Regions from separate parts of the Mus musculus genome. Here all the other regions are linked to region 1. Evidence: chromatin contacts called from public ChIA-PET and promoter capture Hi-C data. All regions are on one chromosome and are shown on one strand. Each heading gives the region's core, a stretch centred on a gene start, on an enhancer-like site or on the middle of the called end of the contact. The rest is flanking DNA. Distances are from core to core; before and after follow the strand shown.

Evidence for each region. Promoter capture Hi-C pulls out the DNA fragments that hold promoters and counts their contacts. ChIA-PET counts read pairs in DNA pulled down with a chosen protein or histone mark.
Region 2: a promoter capture Hi-C map of embryonic stem cells shows a contact between it and region 1. The contact joins the promoter of Rtl5 here to the promoter of Ogt in region 1. A contact is called at or near these places in 7 of 39 promoter capture datasets (the 3T3-L1 cell line, the HPC-7 cell line, the SN4741 cell line and 3 more) and 1 of 115 datasets of contacts at active chromatin or transcription factors (bone marrow-derived dendritic cells).
Region 3: a contact with region 1 is called in an RNA polymerase II ChIA-PET map of memory CD8 T cells, with 99 read pairs. The contact joins the promoter of Foxo4 here to the promoter of Ogt in region 1. A contact is called at or near these places in 2 of 39 promoter capture datasets (erythroid cells and pre-B cells), 1 of 484 Hi-C or Micro-C datasets (CD4 T cells), 3 of 115 datasets of contacts at active chromatin or transcription factors (effector CD8 T cells, memory CD8 T cells and thymic regulatory T cells) and 3 of 9 other capture datasets (adipose tissue, liver and pancreatic islet).
Region 4: a contact with region 1 is called in a promoter capture Hi-C map of liver, with 2.0 times the contacts expected there. The contact joins the enhancer-like site here to the promoter of Ogt in region 1. A contact is called at or near these places in 1 of 39 promoter capture datasets (liver), 2 of 484 Hi-C or Micro-C datasets (embryonic stem cells and uterus), 2 of 115 datasets of contacts at active chromatin or transcription factors (embryonic forebrain and embryonic limb bud) and 1 of 9 other capture datasets (adipose tissue).

The regions. Positions count from the first base shown.
Region 1 is chrX:101,638,473-101,641,950 of GRCm38.p6, reverse strand. Ogt (O-linked N-acetylglucosamine (GlcNAc) transferase (UDP-N-acetylglucosamine:polypeptide-N-acetylglucosaminyl transferase)) reads right to left here and starts at 1,900. Exons shown (of 22, transcript NM_139144.4): 1 at 1,629-1,900. The coding sequence starts at 1,665.
Region 2 is chrX:102,069,327-102,072,804 of GRCm38.p6, reverse strand. It overlaps Rtl5 (retrotransposon Gag like 5), which reads left to right and starts at 1,498. Exons shown (of 2, transcript NM_001278534.1): 1 at 1,498-3,478. The coding sequence starts at 1,943. It overlaps Nhsl2 (NHS-like 2), which reads right to left. Exons shown (of 8, transcript NM_001163610.1): 2 at 1,326-1,481.
Region 3 is chrX:101,252,722-101,256,199 of GRCm38.p6, reverse strand. It overlaps Foxo4 (forkhead box O4), which reads right to left and starts at 1,672. Exons shown (of 3, transcript NM_018789.2): 1 at 927-1,672. The coding sequence starts at 1,379.
Region 4 is chrX:101,952,725-101,956,202 of GRCm38.p6, reverse strand. The region is part of intron 1 of Nhsl2 (NHS-like 2); the gene reads right to left. Among named protein-coding and RNA genes, the nearest start is that of Gm25828, 42 kb to the right of the region's middle. Within about 2 kb of position 1,787, at least 231 of the 459 cell types and tissues checked have an H3K27ac peak or open chromatin away from gene starts, as enhancers often do. A contact at or near this core is called in embryonic limb bud and liver, where this site is marked.

The DNA.
Region 1 (3,478 bases), core at 651-3,150:
ACTTAATTTTAACCAAGGTCATGGGGACAAGCTCAAATTTGAGCCAGGCTTTCCCATACCAGAGCAATTTCTGCACAGCTAACCACAAAAACAAAGACCAAAAATATTTGTGTCCAAATCTGAGGTTGGAGCTAGAAGATCAACTAGAAAATTACATGTTAGACAAGAACGTAGCACTTTCTAGCTCCTAAATTTAGCACATTACCTATCACTTTCCAAAGTCACATATCTGCTCTTTTAATACTGGAAATGACCATTTCTTCAAATAAAGTTAACAGTCAGAAAAGAGCAAGTTCTTACAAAAACCTACGACAGAATCTTACATTTTTGAAAATCATGATGGGGAAACAGAAAGGTGGAAATCTTGATCCCATTCCCATCTATTAAGGATGAGATACTATTTTAGAGTCATCTATTTATCTCACAATATTCAAAATCGTCAACTAAAACCTAGACACTGAGAAACAATAACCTCTCGGGAACCTTAGAGCTGCAGCCTGGTTCCCCATCCCCTCCCGCCCCAAACAGCCTCAATCTGGAAAGGCAGTTGAAGGACACTCCTACAATTTGGTTGTTTTCTTATTTTCTGTAGCAAAGGCTTGGAGATGCATCGTTGAAAAGAGGCAACCGCTTTGCACTTGTGCAGCTACACTCCAGTTGCTTTACAAACTCTTCAAGCAAGGATGGAAACTTAAAAAAGAAATAATAATGCACACCCTATGGATAAAGAGATACTGGGCTAAAGAATGGGGATGAAAACCCAGAGGCCATGGCGGAGGAATACATAGAGAAAGTAACACAAAGAAAGAGAATTAGGAGGGCGGGCAGGGTGGTCGCCGCCAAGCAACACACCGAGGTGGTTTCTTCCCTGAGGATAAGAAACGACTGTCGGGCTGGCACGTTCGCAGAGGAAGGGTGTGGTTGCAACAAGCAGGGAGGGCTGACCAGGGTAGGAAACTCCGTACTGGGGCAGCGGGTGCAATTGGGTGATGGCTAAGAGAACCCCTGGAAATTTCCAACCTAAATCGGGGCCGCTCAACCCAAGAACACAAGGCGCTGCCCCGGCGGGGTGCGGGCTCAAGTAGCTCTTCTTGGTGCTACTTGGAAGCACACCGAGGAGCCTTCGCTAGTCATGCCTGATGCAAAGTGAGGCTAGGATTACACCGAAATAGCATCCCCGCCCTAGCCTGGCAAAGGAGGACCAAATGTGGCTAAGGGAAAGGGGCTTTGGGGAGGAGGTGGAAGCGCACGGGAGGGAGCGACGGGCTGAAATTGAGGGAGAAAACAGTTGCGACGGGAGACAGAAATTGCAGAGATTCCAATGCAGCCCATTCCAAGACACACTAAGCGCGCACGTGTGCTATAGATTCGTCCCGAGAGAGAAGGCTACAACACTGATGGGATAAAGCAACAACGAAAAAGCCCCCAAAGCAAGCAAAATGCAAGCAAGCAACTAGAGAATGTTTACGAACGGACGGCAGCACCAAACCCGATCAGATAGCAGTAGAACTCGAGAGCTCAGTAATGCCACTGATGTAATGGGGATGGTCAGAGGGAAGTAATGAAAGATACAAGACGGCGCCAGACCCCAAAGGGACGTCTGCCAGAGTAGAATGGGACACTAGTACCTGTACTGTCGGCCACGTTGCCCACGGAAGACGCCATCTGGAGCTTCTTGAGATAGAACAAGGGGTAATTGACTTCTACTGCCGCCACTACTGACAAGAATGGTTCTAGAAGTAGCAGAAAAAAGGCAGCAGCCGTATCAGTGTTTTGAAGGGCTCAGGGGGCGGCACAGAATACTGAACTCGAATCTTAGGAACTCTTGGTAGACATCTACCTCTCACTGTCTTGAAATGGCGGCGAGGGCTCCTCGACCGAAACAACACAAGCCGGAACTACTTTCTGTTATAATCAAGTACCCCGCGGAGGTAGCGCGTAACAAGACTACCGACCAAGTGACTGTAATCAAAGTCATTTGCTCTTACGTAACCTTCCGCCCAAGGTCCATTGCGACAAACATGACTGTAGAGAGCGCATGCGACAACCCTGTCTAGGCAACTCCGGGTTAAGGGCTCCCTATGGGGCAAGAGCCAGCAAGTTTTTAAGAGCAAGGCGGAAGGGCAAAAAACGCCCGTCGATTACTTTTTTTTTTTTTTTTTTTTTTTTTTTTTTTGGCAAGCGCTAAAGTACGAGTCTACTACCTGGTCAGTGATGTCGATGTTAGAATGTCAGAGCGTCTAGAAAAGTTTAATTAACTCCATTCAACAGAAAAGGGTAGTTTACACGACCAACGTGTTAGTTCTAAGCAAGTAAACGCGAATATTTGCGTTTCAGAGACGGGGCTGTTCAAAACAATGGGGGAGCCGGTTCGATTTGAATGCTTTTTGATTCAGACTCCACCCATGAATTTAAGTACTTTGATGAGAAAAACGGACAGTCTCCCTGAGCTGAGTGAACCCAAATGTGTTCGATTTGAACCATATAACCCTAAAATTCAAAATCGTTTGTGAGATTCGGGATGGTAACAGGGTAAATGCTAGGAGTTTGCATGTCAAAAGCAACCACAGAAATGTTAAAGAGGATGCCTTTTTCCTCAAAATTCCTGATCCTGAATTGTGACCTTGTTTCGTCAGAATCATTAAGGACTGCAAATGCCTTGGAGCTTAAGGCAATTCAACAAAGCAAACTGTGTTCCTTTGCCTTCTTCCTAAACCACACAACTACAATGAATTTCCAATTGCCTTCCTTTGACAAAACAGCTCTTTGGATCCTCTTACGGTTTCAAGCCCAGTGTTTGGACATTTTTGTCACATTGTTATTAATTTATATTTCCTGCCTTGTTCCTTGACAGTTTTAAGACACGTCACTAAGTGATTATTACAAGCCACTGGGGACTACAGTTAGCTCTCTTAGAGTCTTTCCGTTTCAAAACTCTTTGATCTAGGAAAAATTAGTGAGCTTGTGTAAAAATGTTTGCTGTCTAGCTCCTTGGTGAAATAAAAAACAAATCCTCAAAGGCTGTTTCAGTTTCTTGAGATTGCCAAACAACCTATGAACTTTGGATTATGAGTGCAGAAAAAGTTGATAATATTGTTCATTTCTTCTGCCCCACAGAACCACAACATGTAGTAAAAAAGAAAGCTTGCCATTCAAACTCTCCTGGATATTGATTGGCCTTATCTTTTCATTTGATACACCTGGCAAGCCCCAAACCCACCAAGTGATCCACCTTTGTTGAAAGAACTCAGCTTTTCCTCATTAAGAAAGGCAACTCAGATTCTACTAGCAGATGTTTAGGCCTTCTTGATTAGTGCGTGATAGTTAATTAAGTAAAAAGTCGTTAAATGTCAGGTCATGCTCCCAGTCGGACAGCTATTTGACTCATAGAAAACTGATCTGGGGTTCCCTCATCTGAAAGGAGTCTCACGCTGCTATGAAAAAATTGGATTGTGAGGCTCATGTAGCTCAGGAAGGA
Region 2 (3,478 bases), core at 249-2,748, 430 kb before region 1:
CCGCCATACCTGGCCGCAAGAACTCACGATTGATGTTTTCTAGGTCTGGTTCCACTGTGGGTGGGGTCAGGTCTAGGGAGGCTAAAAGTCAGGAAACCGAAGGTGGTGGCATAGAAGACAGCCAAGTTCATGGACACATGATGACGGAAGTATGTGTAAGATGTGAACGGGCCTGACCAAAGCCATGGCTTAGATGACATGCAGAAAGTGAGAGGTCAGAATGGACATTCCAGGCTCTGTGTGCTCTGAATCTGGTGCTGAGGCTGCTCTCAGGGCTGATTCTCTGCAGCAATGTCTGCGCTCTCTGCTCCGATTCCCTCTTCAGAAGCCCTTCCAGGTGCTCTTAAGTCTCAGGGCAGATACCCAAAGAGCACTCTTCCCTTTGAACTGTGGCCCCTGGGCATGTTGGAAAAGTTTTTCTTTGTCTGGAGGTGGAGGTCTGCCTCTCTCTGAGTTTCTGCTTCCTGGTCCTAATTCTACCTTTGCTAAACTAGCACATTCACTCCCCTCCCCCTCTTGCATGGTAGCTCTTCCTTGTTGGACACAGGGCTCATGATTATCTCTTAGCATCTTGCTTCTCTAAGGTCACTACTGCCCTTTTCGGGGAGCTGGGGGTTTCCACTGTATCCCCCTTGGGAGGCCCATCAGATGTTTTCTGTTCTGCACTGGGATTAATATATGCTGGCACGGAGATATAAGAACTGACAAGATATTTTGTACATTTCGTATCCATTGGGCACCTCCTGGGGGAATTCAGCCCTGTGTCCAGTGTCTCTGAAAAACTCAAGTAGTAAGAGAAACTCAAAGGTACAAGAGATGGCTTTTTTTTTTTTTTTGTGGTGCTGGACATAGAAGCTTGGGCCTTGCACATGCTACCACTAAGCTACATCCTCAGCTTGGAGAGATATATGGAGGAGCTCATTGTGGTTGGGAGGTTATTACAAGAGCAGAGTGTGTGAAGTCCAGGTAAGGAGAAACCCCTTTGTTTTCTGGTGCCAGCATCCCAAGGCATGGGCTATATAACAGGAGGGCTGGAAGGAATGTGGGTCCCCATTGAGGGAGTCTCCCATTTCCTTCTCCGTGAATTGCTTGACCACTACCCTGTCTCAGCCTGTATCCTTTCTCCCTTTATGGACTACTGAACCAAAAAGGGAGGGAGGAAGGGAGCAACAGCACTGGAAACAGAATGTTAGCATCATCAGTCTGGAAGGTGAAAAGAGAGATGGTTTGGAACTGTTTTCTTTTCTTTTGCTGCTCCCCATTTCTTCTTTGCCTCCCTCCTGCTGCGCAGCTGCCTCTAAGGCAGCCCCCCACCCTCGCAGTACCTTGCAACAGGCTCTGGAGATTGAGCTGCGCCTCGCGAAGCAGTTCCTCTACACTCGGGGGCCTGCCCGAGGAGAGGAACACGTTCACTGGCTGTCGCCATGACGACCTCGAGTGGGCAGTCGCTGTCGCATTTTCCCGACCCGAGTTAGCTGCAGCTAGGGAAGGAGAGAGTGAGTGAGAGCGCAGCCGCGGGAGCCAGTGGGCTCCCTCGGTTCCCGAAGGCCCGCCCCTGCGGGGGGCGCGCGTAGCTGAGCTTAAAAGGCGAGAGGGATCGCTGTCTGCAAGATTTTTCCTCGACAGATCCTGCCGCAGTCCCTTCCCTCCTACTCTGCCTGCCTCTGTTGGCGTCACCTCTGCCAGCGTCTCGTCTGTCTCCTGCGCCTGCCGCCTCCAGGTCCCGAGCTGCTGCCTGCTCTCTCTCCGACCCCTGCCACGAGGTAACGCGTCCCGGACCGAGCCCCTGTGGGTGTGGCCCGGGCTCGCTTGCGCCGGGTCGCCCTGTCGCCGCACGTTGGTCTCCTCCCACGCCCACCTCCTCATTTCTGCCTCCTCCTGCACTCCCCATAACTCCCTACCCCCAAGTGCCCAGCACTCAAAGCCCCAGGAACTTGTCACAATGTCTGAAGCGGCGGGAAATCTCAATAGCCTCCGCTTGGCGAATGTGGCCCTGCGAGAGGAGTTAAATGCCCTTCGAGGAGAGAATGTCCAGCTGGGCCTGCAGCTCGGAAGAGCCTTGGCCGAGGTTAATTCCTTGCGGGGCAATGTCTCGAGCTACATCCGCTGGCCCATGCCCATAGTACCGGTCCTTGCCGAGGAGAACTTTGAGTTCCTGCTCAATGAGACTGATCCCACTCCTGAGGAGGAGGAAGAGGAGGAGGAGGAGGTGCCTTTCCTGTGCTGGCCTCCTCCACGCACAGATCCCGAGTACGTCTCAGATGATCTTTTGATTAATGTGGTCCAGGACTATACCAACCCCGACGGGTCCAGTGACCCTCCTCTGTCACCCAGCCCGTCCCAGCCGGAACTGCACTCCCCCATGTTAAAGGAGCCAACCTTTGAGTTCCTTTTGCCACCGCTGGAGCGGCCAGACATAGAACCCTTTTCAGGCGACCCAGTGTACCTGGCTGAATTTCTGATGCAGCTAGAGACTTTCATAGCAGATCACGAGGATCACTTCCCTGGGGGCGCGGAACGGGTGGCATTTCTCATCTCCTTTTTCACAGGGGAAGCGAGAGACTGGGCTATCTCAGTCACTCAGGAAGGAAGCTCCTTGCATGCCAACTTCCCGCGCTTCCTGGATGAAATCCGTAAGGAATTCTGTGGCCCCATCCCCTCACGCGTGGCTAAAAAGGCCATACGCAAGCTCAAGCAGGGAAACTGTACCCTGGGCAGCTATGCAGATGCTTTTCAGTTCTTGGCCCAGTTCTTGTCTTGGGATGACTGTCGCCTCCAAAACCAATTTCTCAAAGGCTTGTCAGAAATTTTTCGAAAGGAACTCTTATGGTCAACTGAAGTGGCCGACCTGGATGAGCTGATTCTTGAGTGTGTCAAGATAGAAAGGAAAGTGCGTGTCCCCAAGACAGCCTCGCTCACTGGAGTTCAAAATAGCTGCTGCCCCTTTGCACTAATTCCTAATGAGGATGAAAATGAAGGTGTGGAGTTCTACAGTGAAAATGAGGGTGAGGGTGAAGAGGCAGGCGGGTACAGGCTTTATCTGAAGGATCAGAGGCAGCACATGACAGCTTTCCCACAAGAGATGAGGGAGGAAGAGGAGGAGATGAGGAAAGAGGAAGACGAGATGGAGGATGAGGAGGATGAGGACGAGGATGAGGATTATGAATTTGAGGAGGAGGATGAAGACGACGACGACGAGGAGGAAGAGGAGGAGGAAGAGGAGGAGGAAGACAAGGAGGAGGAGATGAAGAATGAGGATAGCGATGAGAATAAGTATGAAGAAGAAGATGAAGTTATCGTTAGGGTCCTGGAGCCAGAGCAGGAGCAAGAGAGGGAGGAGATAGAGCACGAGCATGTGTATGTGCACGAGCACATACACGCCCATGTGCACACACTTGCTGCCCACCACCACGGCCTACATGGAGAGCTCATGGTGATGGACGAACCTGTCCTTGTTGACACGTCAACCCAGACCATT
Region 3 (3,478 bases), core at 423-2,922, 390 kb after region 1:
CCGCACATTGTAGATCTGCTCCCTCACTCTAACGTCTACGTGAAGGTCCATTCTGTCCGCTGTACTTGGTACACTAACACAAACCACCTACAGAGAGAGATACAAGGCATGGATACGGGCTGAACCCTCCTTAGTTTTGTGATTAGAGTCCGTATTTCTCTGGCGAAGTTTTCAGAGTTACCGTTTGAGATCTTCCCAGTTTCTTCAAGAAAGACCAAGGACCAACTTGGACTCGAAAGTCAAAGCTATATGATACCTCCTTTCTCCATGAGTAGTATTCCTGAACAAAGACTTTCCCCGTGAGTTTGGAGAGCGCCTTACAAGGAAGGATTTTCGTCAGGAGAAGGTAAACTGAGGCAGATAGCAGCTTGCGGGCCTCTTTCCTTAGTGCACAAGGTCGCTACCTTTCCCCATGGATACCAACCACTTTGCCCCCCTTCACCGCCCACTCCCTCTTGGGCAGAGCAATCGTAGAACAGTTCTGTTCACTGAGGTATTGGGAGGCGAGCAGGGAATCCGAGTAATCCCGCAGGAATGGGCCAAAAGGTGTTGGGTGGGAGGGGAGGGAGGAGGGAAGGCTAGGTGCCGGTGGAGAATCCACACAGTTCCTGCTGTACATAGGATAAAGACTTCTCTGTGGGAATAAATGTTTGGAGCAGCTCAAGCCAAAGTGCTGAGTAGCGAGTAGAGAATTCGATTTTCCTCAGAGCAGGGACAGTGTCTTATTCATCTCCGATCCTCCTGCTTCAAGCTGCTCAGAGTGTGGTATATACTATGTACTAAGTAAATGCCTGTCTAACTGAAGATTAAAGGTGGATCTTTGGGCTTTCCAAAGGGGTGGAAAGGCGGTAATGGGGGGCCCCGGAGTGAGAGTAACTAGAGGGGTCCAAGGGTGGATGGCGTGAAGGTAAGGGAGTCATACTTACCTTCCATCCTGCCGAGCTGTTGCTGTCACCCTTGTCCTTGAAGTAGGGCACCGTGCGGACCATCCATTCGTAGATCTGGGCGAGTGTCAGCCGCTTCTCCGGGGCGCTTTCAATGGCCTGGCTGATGAGTTCTGCATATGACTGATTTCCCCAGGCATTCCGGCGGGAGCCTCCCTTCCGAGGACCTGTTACAGCCCCCAGGATTCCCGGCTGGGGGCCCCCTGCCGGCTCTGGGAGCCGAGAGGGCAACAGGATCGGTTCGGAGTGTCCCTCCGTGGGTACCTTCTGTCCCAGACTGGGCTCCACCTCGGACGGTTCGTGTGGCTCCGTAGCGAGGTCTGGTCGAGGAAGGGGCCAGGTGCAGGATCGCGGACGGCTCTGGGGTTCGAAGTCGGGATCGAGGTCTAGGATCGCGGCAGCCCCTGTGGCTGACTTCTTATTCTCTGGATCCATACGTGGGGTCGAACCTCTGCAGCTCAGCGATCAGTGGAGCCTGCCACAGTCCCTCACCATGCCTCCCCCAAGGGGGGAAACACATTCTTTCCAGTTCTCAGAAAGTCACGAACTTCTCCCTCGTCTCCGGACTCTAGCTCCTAAACTGTCCCTTTCACTCCGTTCTCCGATCCCCTCCGGAGTCCGGGCTGCAGCCTCAGAGTAGCGCTCTGAGGCACCACCTGTAACCTCCGCCTAGCGAAGGCACTTTCTGCACCCTCTCACTCAGCTTCCTGCTCTTTTAAACCTGAGGCACCGTATCCCCTCATACATTGCGCTCCCATCACCGAACGTCTCCTCAGCGAAGTTCCCTCCCCCTTTCAAGTTGCTGCCCCCCGGACACTCCTCCCAAATTTCCTCCACCCGGATCGCTGCCCTCCCCCACGCCCCGCTCCCGGGCGTCACTTGTCCCTCCCCTGGCTCTCCCTCCCCTCGCCTCTTCCCTCCAGGTCACTCTTGAGAGGGTCAAGGTTCTTGCGGCCCCAGCCTCCCCAACTCCAGAACTGAATCCCCTATCGGACCCCCCCACCCCCCGCCCCCCGGGTTTCCCTTTTGTTTTGCTCCAAGCAGCAGCCCCCGCCAGACGTCTCTGTTTACCACTCGCTGGGGCAGCCATCTGCGCACGCGCCTCAGGAGCCACTTGGGAAACTGAGTTCTCGAATCGTGCCACCCTGGTCGTTCTCGAAGACTACATCTCCCGTCCTACCTTGCGATCAGGAGTCCGATATCGGCCGCAGGAGAGCGGCGCGTGGCAGGATGTGGGGAGGTGGAACTTTAATGATTAGAGGTCGTCCCGGACTCTTTTTCTTTTCTTAAAAATATTTTTCCTCATTCCTTCCCTTTTCACCCACTTCCTCGAGTTTCGGGGTCGCCCAAAAGATCGTTTTGAAAGACGCTAGATTTTCCCATCCTTCACTAAGAAAGCAAAGTGAAAATGTATTGCCCTTATAAGAAGCAGAAAGAGTATCAACAAGTAGGGATCTGATTAGAAAATAAGACACACTCACTTGGGGAGTTGAGAGGGAAGCTTGTGTAACAACAAACAGTGTTCATTGGTTATGGTGCACTCTCTCCATTTTCTATGTACATTTCACAGACAGTCTTGCTAGTTTCCTCTGTCAGCTATGCAGGCCTCTGAAATACTGATCTTCTCCTTGTTCTGATCTTCAATGGCTTCTCATTCAACATGTCTCCAACTGAACTTTTTTTTTTTTTAATCTCTTTCTGCACCTATACCTCCACCCTCTAGCTACCTTTAACCTCTGTTATTTTGTCTTTTTTCTGGAGCTGAGGACCGACTCCAGGGCCTTAGCCCTTGTTAGGCAAGTGCTATACCACTGAGCTAAATCCCCGATCCCTACTCTTAAGCTCTGAATTTGGTTAGAGGCTGTTCTGGGTCTACCTAACCTTCTCAGCCACACTGATGGTCACCTTTCCACTTCTGTAACTTGCTACTTCCAAATTCTAAATGGAGACATTATGACTGGGTTTAAGTTCTTCAACAGTGCACCGGCTTCTAATCCTTCTAATCCTTTCAAATAAAGCCATTTCCTAGTGGGCCTATGGGGGGCATTCTTATTCAAACCAGCATATCAAAATTAGCTCACTTACAGCTCACTTAACCATGCAAGGTATGGTTAACCACTATTATATCTGTTTTATAGATGAAAATACAGATGATCTCAGAGATCAAGTGATTTACACAAGGAAACAGGTGGGCCTAAAAATCCAAAGTACTGTAATGTTCAAACTCTAGGAAAGCTCTTCAGGTTCAAGTTACACTTTTCCTGCCCCATCTTTCAACTAAGCACACTAAGTTTGAACCAGCTGTAGTTTCCCCCTATTTTCTAGAAATGCTTCCACCTTATAATAACTTTCCCTTTGCATCCTCTTTCTGTCTTTTTATTGTTGTTGTTTAGTTGTTTAACAGAAATCTTCTTCCCCCCAATCCCTGTCTAGTTTTGCTAGACAGAGTTTCTGTGTATAGCCTCAGCTGTTCTGAAACTCACTATGTAGATCAGGTTGGCCTCCATCTTCTAGAGAGCTACCTGCCTCTGCCT
Region 4 (3,478 bases), core at 538-3,037, 310 kb before region 1:
AAAAGTTACCCAGGGTTATGGACTTGCTTTAGGGATTCTCCCTTGGACAAGTGGGGCAATAGGTCCCTTCTCCACCTTTCCCTCCCAGCAAGGAGTTCAGCACTTCTTTCCTGTGGCCCTCTGAAATAGACTTAGGGAGGCATCCATACCATGGTGTGGAAACAGCACTGGCTCAGAGAAAGCTCTCTGAACTTTCCCAAGGACTTACACTGAGGAGCCTCAGCTGCTTAAAGAATCAAGTTTGGGATTCTCAGCCAAAACGTCTTGCCATCAGAGTTATTGATAGAGGGCAAGAGACCACTGTCCAAGCTCATGTTTTTCTTAGGAACATAAGATTCAGTCTGTACCAGTTCTAACTGGATGAGTGCCAGTGTGTGTGAATTGTAATGGAAGCATTCCAAACGCCAAGCACTACTTTGGACGGTGAAACTATGGCTGGATTTTTATTTTATTCTTAGTACAAAAGTGTTGACTTGTTTTCCTACAGCAAAATTGTGCTAGTATAAAGATCTGTAAACAACAAAGCCTTTATTTTGAAATACAATTAATACAAAAAATAAACCTCATGACAAAACACAAGTACAGACTTTCATGTCATAGATAATTTATTCTAGGGGAGTTTGAGGGAAGACAGAGTGAGGGGGTGGGGGGGGAGAGGAGCACGGAAAATAGGCAAGTTTGTAATCTGAAGCCGAGCTAAGTCAGAGGTCAGAAGCTCTGGCCAGGCCCTAACCTATACACTTGGGCTCATTTCTGGAAGCACATTTAGATTCAGAGCCAGGTCTCTGCTTTTCTCCTTGAATGAGGGAAGGGAGGCACAGGGAGGTGAGGATGGAGACCTCTATTTTGCCAAGGCTCTTTTCTCTCTGTCTTAATCTCCATCTGGCTAACATCTTCATCCTGGACTCTTCTGGGTCCCATGTACTCTCCTGAACGTCTCTAGCATTCCCTGGACAAATGAGTGTCTATTGTGTGTCAGTAACTGTTGTGTGCTCCCAGAATGCATCAGCGACCAAAACAACTCAGTTCCAAGGTGCAGCATGAAGCTCTTGCATGTATTTACTTAGGTGTCCCGGGTCAAGCATAAGCTGTTTTCTGCTAAGGATCATTGTTTTAACATTTGGTTCTCTTCCTTCTCTGCACTGTGACTGGCTTTCAAACATTGTGAAGATGTTCACAGTGAATGAATGAATGAATGATGGTGCTTAAGTTTGGGTTTGGGGATGTTGCTCAGTTGAATAGCACTTATCTATTATGCACAAGGCTCTGGGTTCTACCCTGAGCAAAAGCTCAAGGACACACACACAGAGCAATTTCAAGACAAAAAAAAACACGACGACAGTGGGACGTTGGTCACCGATAAGTAGAGCACGTTCTCTTGCCCTGCATTACTGTCAGCTCAAATCTTAGGCCACTTTCCTCAAGTGGCAATCATCAGAGGAAAGAAGGTTGCAGGCTAAGTCCCTTGGGCAGATCCATTTTGAAAAGAGGTAACCCGCTCTATCAGGGACCCTCTCTAAGGAATGGATAATGCTGCTAACTTTAGACAGCTTAGGCTAAGCAAGAAAGGCATTCTCCTTCGGTGGGTAGGGGGATCCACTGCCCCATCACTCTGTGCAGGGATGAATCATTCTGAAGTACACTTCCTTTCTCTTAAAAACAGCAAGGCTGCCCTGGCATTCATTCCCCCATTCGCCCCGCCTCTGGGCTGCTGTTCATCCCTCCCAGCCAGAGGCAGCTCCAGCCTTTTTTGTTTGGCTTGCCAGCAGCTGCACAGCAGCGCCCTCTGCCGCCCGGCATCAGGCTTTCATGCCGCCCGTCCGCCCCAGGAGCGGGGAGGAGCAGGGAGCTAGGCGGGGGCTGTGCTGCGCCAAGCAGCCTCCAGTTCCGGAGGTGCGCGGGGACCATGACTCACCGCCCGCCGCTCTTGCCGCCTCCGCACGCGCCTGGTGACGCGCGGAGCTGCACAGAGCTGCTCTGCTCACGCAAACCAGCCGGGGCACACTTGGCCTGCTCTGCCCTCCTGGGCCCCAGTCCTGTATGAACCCCAGCATTATTCACCCCCCCCCCCACACACACACCAGAACCTCGCGTCGATTCATTACAACTTCTGATGGGGATAGAGACTGAGGACCAGGGGAAGATGGGGGCGAAGGCAGGGAACAAACCGCTAAAGAATAGGGGAGGGGCTATATGACTCAGTTATGTGTGACTCCAAAGTTCAGGTGAGATGGGCTTTCCACAGCATCAAATTGCACCCCTCCTCCACTCACACACACCAGACACACTCAGGAAGGGTCAGTTAAACGATGATGTCATAAAGGACTTTGAAATTCAAGCATTATAGCAAACATTTACCATTTCAAAATTAAAAGCTGTAAAATAGCTCCTAATGAGAAAGGCAGACAGGTGTGGGGCTTGAGTGTGTGAAATGCTTTGAGTTAAGGAGCGGGACACAGAGCTGGGCATAGTGACACATGCACTTGGGAGGCAGAGGCAGGCAGATCTCCTTGAGTTTGAGACCAACCTGGTCTACAAAGTGAGTTATAGGACAGCCAGAGCAACATAGTTAAGAATAATAGTGAGACTGTTTCTAAAGCAAAGCAAAACAAGACCTAAGCATGGGAATAGGAGCAGGAGCTGTGAGTTAGGAATGTGCACCAGAAATTGGAACAGATGGGAGAGAGAGAGGCAACTAAGATGACCCTGGAACCTTGGCAGGATGTGCAGTTGAATCAAGTGCATGACATGGACATGGCTCTGGGGTTAAGAAGGATTTACTAGTAGATCAAAAAGTTATGCAGTTAAAGTCCACATCGCCTTTGCACCCGCCTCTGGTGTTTGCCACTGCCTGTTTTATTTTCTTTATTAGTAATATATTGCTTGTTTCCTTAGACTGTAAGAAACACAGATCACAGCCTGCAGCTAAGGTCCCACCTCTGCTTTGGAGACAATAAACATGCAGAAGAGAATCCAGATTTGTGAGGGCACGGCCTATCCTCTGGGCTGAATGGAACATAGGTAGGCACAGCACTGCTTGCCCAGACAGCATTTGTGGAAGCCAAAGAAACCCTAATCCAGGTCCTACTGTTCCCTTTGAGGAAAGTGTGGAAAGCTGTAGCTAACGACTGCTTCCCCGTGATGCTGAAGGTCTTTGTAGACCTAAGGTTTGACCCTGAGAGAGCCTGATGAATCATTCAGACAGCTCCAGCCTGAGCCAAGCATCGAGGTCCATTTGGTTTCCATGTGGGTACCTGTGGCTAGTAGCACCACCGAACGGACATGGTGCTCTAGAGCCACAGAAAAAAAGTTAGACATGAGTAACCTTTCATGCTTCTGCATCCACTGGTATTCCCACCCACCCCACCCACCATGACTTTCTGTCAGCCTGAGCTCTACCTAGAAAGGCACCACCCCACCATTTCCTGACAGTGTTTAACTAGGTATGCACGTGACTACATCTTCTTTTTCTTTGTGA